2 separate regions of the Mus musculus genome follow, and region 2 is linked to region 1. A link is a contact called in public promoter capture Hi-C data. All regions are on one chromosome and are shown on one strand. Each heading gives the region's core, a stretch centred on a gene start, on an enhancer-like site or on the middle of the called end of the contact. The rest is flanking DNA. Distances are from core to core; before and after follow the strand shown.

Evidence for each region. Promoter capture Hi-C pulls out the DNA fragments that hold promoters and counts their contacts.
Region 2: a contact with region 1 is called in a promoter capture Hi-C map of liver. The contact joins the promoter of Mfsd12 here to the enhancer-like site in region 1. A contact is called at or near these places in 3 of 39 promoter capture datasets (liver, neutrophils and pre-B cells) and 2 of 115 datasets of contacts at active chromatin or transcription factors (memory CD8 T cells and pancreatic cancer cells).

The regions. Positions count from the first base shown.
Region 1 is chr10:80,765,062-80,768,555 of GRCm38.p6, reverse strand. It overlaps Dot1l (DOT1-like, histone H3 methyltransferase (S. cerevisiae)), which reads right to left. Exons shown (of 28, transcript NM_199322.2): 3 at 2,319-2,393. Among named protein-coding and RNA genes, the nearest start is that of Dot1l, 12 kb to the right of the region's middle. Within about 2 kb of position 1,860, at least 57 of the 459 cell types and tissues checked have an H3K27ac peak or open chromatin away from gene starts, as enhancers often do. A contact at or near this core is called in liver, where this site is marked.
Region 2 is chr10:81,355,766-81,358,887 of GRCm38.p6, reverse strand. It overlaps Mfsd12 (major facilitator superfamily domain containing 12), which reads right to left and starts at 1,397. Exons shown (of 10, transcript NM_028657.4): 1 at 1,002-1,397. The coding sequence starts at 1,290.

The sequences.
Region 1 (3,494 bases), core at 611-3,110:
GTGTTATTGGAGGCCACCGGGCTCCAGAACACCAACATGTCTGGCCAGCTCTGTGCTCAGACGGTCCCTGGACACAGGAACAAGGCCAAGGCAGTTTGGGTAACTCTACTTCACATGTCAATTCCACAGTCAGACTGTCACTTAGATGAGGAACTTTAAGAGCATGTCATAACTATGACCTAGGCGAGGGCTGGGGAGATAGTTTCAGCAGCTAGTGTGCTTGTTTCTAACTAAGTATGAGGTCCTGGGTTTGAGTCCTGAGAACCTACCAAAAGCAGGGCAGAATGAGGTCCTGAGTTCTCCATCCTTCTAAGGAAGAAGGGGGCAGGGTTGGCATGTGCAGCATTCAAAATTAAGAAGTCATCTCAAATGAGGTAGAAGGTAGAGAGACTAGGCTCTCCTCTCTAAGCTGTAAGGAGCATGTGAGACAACAGGATGGGGCACTGGCCCACACTGACAACTCCAGCTCTCAGGAGGTGGAAAGATGCAGAGATGGACAATGTTACAAGTTCAAGCCAGCCAGGGCTATACAGTGAAACCTGTCTCCAAAAAAGAAAACGAAGTTGGAACATGTGAGACAGCCTAGTATAGCAATGACAGCAATGGCTACCTCTGCAAGAGTATTCAGGTTCTGTTCCCAGCACCCACAAAGAGGCTCACAACCAGCTATAGCTTCAGCTCCAGGGGATTCTTCTGGCCCCTGTGGGTACTGCCTGCATATGTTGTAGAGACAAACAAATGGGCAAACGTTCACACTCAAAGTAAAAATAAATGGAGCCGTTTAAAAAGGAGGCAAGCAGGCATAGTGCCTTGGATTGCTTGGGCAGTGGAGGCCCTGCCAATTTCTGGACTCCAGGCCACCATCAGCCAGGACCAGGTGCAGGGGTATCTGGCTTTTGGACAGGCCTGGGGCAGGACCCCTTAATTTCTTGGTTTCTTTGAGAAGACCCCTGTGTACTTTGACCGCCAAGTAGCAGAAGCACAGTTCTAGGGATGAGAGTGCTACTCCACACCCCCTATGTTCAGGGATACCCTAAATGCCCAGGAGGAGACTAATGCTGGGGACAGGATGCTCTGGAACACTAAGACACACAGACAGCTTCCTCCCCATGTGAGGGAGTCACACAATGCCACTTGATGCCCCAGCACTCTGGTGTGTTACAGTATGAACCTGGACTGGCCCCAATCATGTGTCTTACACCTTTCTTTCTCTCTTTTTTTTTTTTTTAAAGATTTATTTATTTATTATATGTAAGTATACTGTAGCTGTCTTCAGACACTCCAGAAGAGGGTGTCAGATCTTGTTACAGATGGTTGTGAGCCACCATGTGGTTGCTGGGATTTGAACTCCGGACCTTCAGAAGAGCAGTCGGGTGCTCTTACCCACTGAGCCATCTCACCAGCCCACCTTTCTTTCTCTTAAAAGGAACCCAGGACAGCTGCAGCCACAGAACAGAGCATGGCATCCCTGAACCGGGAAAAGCCAAAGCAGGGCGAGGTGTTGGCACACACAACTACAGTCCCAGCTACTTGGAATTTGGGTCATGCGAGCCCCAGGAGTTTGAGGTCACACCAGGTAAGGTAAGAAAGCCTACTCGACGACCAGAGGGGTGGAGGGTCCCACTGCAGGGTTCTGGGTGGGTTCCTCACATGAAAAAAGTCGTTTCCTGGGGTCCAGGAGCTTCACAGAGGAAGTGAGATAGAGGGCTGAAGTTAATTCCAACTCTATAAGGACACAGGCTCCTGCCTTGGGTCAGCAGTGAGCTCGAGTCCACTTACACCCAGTTGCTAGTCAGAGGGCAAGGGGCCCAGCCAGTGGACTGTAGGACTGTCCTGTCCCAGTGTCACTAAGGCTGGCAGGAATCCTTTCTAATAATCAGGTCATAGGTCAAGCAAAGCTTTTTTAGGCAGGCTCTGAGCAGGAGGTAGAGCCTGGGCTATTCTTTCTCAAAGAAAAACAAACCTGGCTCCAGGCAGCATTCCAGGGATGCCTTTGCTTCTCCGCCCACTCTGCACAGAAGGCCTACCTAGGTGGGGGCAAGGATTGGCCTCACCCAGCACCTATGGTGGCAAGGTGGAGGCCCATCAACATAGCGCTGGCAGGACCTGCTGTTAAAACGGCCAGTAGCTCTCTCACCAGCCCTGGTAATTTCCCACATATCAATTCAATGTGTACAGTGTAGGAGTTCCCAGTGATTGCCTCACTCCTCCAGCCAGATACACTCTTCTACCAAAAGAGCTTCCCGAAGGAAGCGTAGCAAGGGTGTAGGCAGCGGGGTAGGTGCAGCCCACAGCCTGCTCCATCCCTTCCTGCTCACCTTTTGGTGTCGTAGTCGATCAGGACATAGTTCTCCATGGCCAGCTTGAGATCTGGGATTTCCTCGCAGACCCACCTGAAATGGAACACAGAGGTGTTGCTGGCCTCAGCACGACGCTCTCTGGAGTGTGTGTGTGTGTGTGTGTGTGTGTGTGTGTGTGTGTGTGTGAATGTTACTGTGCAAGTTCATGAGGAGCTATTGAGAAATCACAGATTTTGAGGCCAAGGTCAGTGTTGGCACTTGGAAAAGAAATAAATTCATATATTATGGTAAAAAGCAAAATATTAGACAGGCTCAGTGGTACAAGCCAGCCAATCCAGCACATTGGGTGGGGCTGAGGCATAAAAATTTCTAATTCAAGGCCAGTCTGGGCTACATAATGGGACCTTTCCCCAAGATGGGGAGGGAGCTGGCAAGATGGCTCAGTGGGTAAAAGCAACTGTGGCACAGAACCAACAACCCAAGTTCAATCCTGTAGCCTACACAAGGAGGAGAAGCAATTTCACAAAGCTGCCCTCTGCCCCCACCATATGCTGTGGCATGTGTGTACCTGACAAATCAACCACACACAAACATAATTAAAAAAAAAAAAAAAAAAAACTCTGGGGGAGGGACCAGCTTGGGATATAACACCCCGCCCCACCCCGCCCCCAGACAGGATTTTTCTACACAGCCTTGACTGTCCTGAACTCACTATGTATACCAAGGGGCAAACCAGGCTGGCCTCAAAACTATAGTGATGCTCCTGCCTCTGCCTCACAAGTTCTGCTGGGTTCCACTCCAGCCAGATACACTCTTCCACCAAAAGAGCTTCCTGGAGGCTTAGACAGTTGGCAAGGGTGTGGGTGGGCCTTCTTAGGTTAGGTATGTATGTACTTGTAGATGCACAAGATGGGGTGACATGTGTACCATAGCACACATAAGAGATCAAAGGAAATCTGTAGCCAGTCCCCTCCTTCCATCTTCATTCACATGGCTTCCAGAGATGTACTCAGGTCCCCAGGCTAGCACTATACCCAACTTAACTGGCCTCTTTACGGCCCCGGCTGGCTTGTAAGTCCCACTGCTTCCACTGCCTCCACCTGTGGCATTGAATGGCAATCTATGAGTCCAGTCTCTATGGTCTGCCAGGGCTTTCCCCAGTAATCTATGTCCACTATTACAGGAACCACAGGA
Region 2 (3,122 bases), core at 148-2,647, 590 kb before region 1:
GTTAACCCGAGAGTTCTGTCTAGTTCTGGGTTTCCTATGAGACTCAAAATGGTGCAAGATGTTAATCCCAGCACCCAGAAGGCCAGGGATCTGACTCGGAGGCCAGCCTGGGAACATCTCCTGTCTGTCCCACTGTGAAGGGACCCAGGCCTGTGCAAAGTCAGGCTGGCCTGGTATCTCCTGGCAAACATAAGCCCTTCTGAGTATTTCTTTCCATTTTTGGAGACTCAATGAAACAGTCATCCCCCTGCTTCAGCTTTTGAATATGGTGACAGGTGTGCAGGCTGTGCCTTGAAGCCCGGATTCTTCCTGGATCCTGAGAAACTAGAAATTCCAGCCCCTAGGCTGGCAGATGCCACTGGGCCACTGCTGTCTTGAAAAAATGTCATCTAGGGGCGGGGCTGGTTCTGCAACCCCTACCCCAGGCAAAGGGACGGAGCCTTCCAGGAATTCCCCAGGGAGGGGCTACAACCCCAGGGCCAACCTCTCCAACTGTCTACACCAAATGAGAGAGCTGCTGGGGACTACATGCTGGGCCACCCCAGACAGGAGCCACAGGCGAACAGAATGAAGTGGGTGGGCAGCAGGAGGAACACAGGACACAGGATGATAGTCAGGGAAGGGGACTGGGGGGGGGGGGGCAGAGCTGTAAGACTAAAGACAGGGTACAGAATCCTGAAAAGGTAGAGGGAACAGGACTGGCCCACGGATGGCAGTCAGCGGAGAGGATAGGATATAGCGGGAGAGAGAGGACAGACAGACACAAGAGTGACAAAAACGGGGAGATGAGACACTGGGGAGCAGAGGGTAAGAGGGACACAGGATGACAGTCAGAGGGGAGGACTTCCACAGGGCGACAACCACAGGAGAGGACGGACACAGGGCGGCATTCAGAGGGGAGGAATGACACAGGATGACAACCACAGGGGAAGACGGACACAGGACGACGGTTAGAGGGGAAGACGGACACAGGACGACAGTCAGGGCAGGGAAAGGCTCACCCGCTAGGTGCCAGGCCTTGCGGGGCCCACAGCGCACGCAGGAGGCGCGGTCCGCCTCGTAGCCCACGAGCGGCGTGCAGAGCCCGTCGGCCACTTGGCCCAGCAGCAGCAGCAGCCCCGCGCCCCGCGAGCTGTACCCGCGCACGGAGTGCAGGAATAGTAGCAGGTAGGTGAACCACATGCCGGCGCACAGGTCGTTGAGGAAGTGGCCGACCGCGAAGCTCAGCCGCGCGGCGAGGGACAGCGTCCGCGGCGGCCCCGGGCCTGCGTCGTCCGACGGAGGCGACATCGCGGCCGCAAACCCCACCGCCCCACACTGCCGCCCCGCGCTACCCGCGCGGCTACGCTGCCGCCGCTCCCGGGAGCCGCCTCAACAGGGCGGAGCCTCGGAGCAACGGCCACGCTCGCCAACCGGAGCCGCGCGTCTCGGCCCGGCGCCCAATCAGCAAGAGGAGGCGTGGCCTCTGTCCGACGCACTCCCGCGGCCCTAACGCCGCCCTCTGCGGCTCCGACTTTTATCATAGCAGTTCGTTTCTATTTTACTTTCTTCGTGTTTTAATTTGTTTGACTAAAGAAAAAAGTTTTGTTTCTTCTTGTAACAAAGGGTATCTTGTAGCGCAGGCTTTGACATTTCTGCTTAGCAAAAGACAACTTCGAACTCCCCATGGTTCTGGCTCCACCTCCACAGTGCTGGGAGTCACTGAATTTGTCCTTTCACAACCTGAAAGCTTTTTCTTTTGAGACAGGGTCTCATGTAGCCCAGGCCACCCTCAAGCTCAGAACGCAGCTGAGGATAACCTTAGACTTCTGATCCTTCTGCCTCCCTCTGGAACTCCATGGGTGCGGGGTTGCATCCACAAATCACGCCTTTAATATTCTGTTTTCAGTCAGGGTCCCACTAGCTATCCAGGCTAGCCCTGAAGTCCCTCTACAACCTAGGCCGTCCTTGAACTATCAATTCTCCAACCTTAGCCTCGAGGATTGATGGGATTTCGGGCCTGGCTTAGTGAAGGGCGCCCAGATGTCTGTCACTCACCCACACTCTGCCTTGGGCCCCAGCTAGCCTGCAGCTGGAGGCTGGTGCTCACTCCCGCGCGTGCTCCCTGCAGAAGGGGCCAGAATGAGAACACACCGGGGTGATCCCATAAACTTCCAGACATACATAGTGAGGCACTTACAGGACATATTAGTGCTAATTAATTATTAATTACAGAGAATAGCTGGGCAGAACATCAAAATACAGGCTAGTCTTTAATGAGGGCTGCTAGTGCCAGGAGCCCCACGTGGCAGACGCCTGTGTTTCACTCCTACTTACTGGGTGGTTTTGTGGAACACACTCAAAGAAAGGGGAAGTCAGGCCTCTGTTGGCCTGGTGACTCAGAGACACAGGTGCCGAACACCCCCACACAATTCCAGGCCCAGATCATGAGACACATGAGACAAGTGTCCTCCTATCCCCTCCTCCTGACATTTTATTCCTTTTTTCCCCCCAACTGACCTCAAGCTCAGCTCTGTAAACGAGGCTGGCTTTGAACTCCTGATTCTGCTGCCCCCACCTCCTGAGTACTGAATGGCAGGCCTGTGTCATAGCCGCTTGATGGTGGGGTTACCTGTCTGTATCACTGTACATCTTCCTCCGGGGCATTCAGAGACACGCAGGCTGGATCTGAACCCCTAAGTCCCAAATGGACTGGTCTTTCCTTTGCCTATGAGCAGTCTGTGCTCCCAGCAATGTGTGTGAGCCCGGTGTGGTGGCCCTTTATTTAGTTTCAGCATACTAGAGGCAGAGGCAGAGGCAGAGAAGCAGAGAGGCAGAGAGGCGGAGAGAGGCAGAGAGAGGCAGGCAGAGAGAGGCAGAGAGGCAGAGGAGAGGCAGAGAGGCAGAAGCAGAGGCAGAGGCAATCTCTAAGTTTGAGAGCAACCTACTCTACTTAGTAAGTTTCAGGACGGACAGCCAAGGCTACGTACTGAGACCCTGTCTCAAATTAAATAAATAAATATGCTCAGACTTTCTAGAAGTGGGAGGCCAGCAGAAGTCTCTGCTTCTGATCCAGCCCTGGATCTCCCCTGTTGTTCTGGGGAGAAGGCCTGGCCTGGGCTAGACATCAGATAACTGGCATC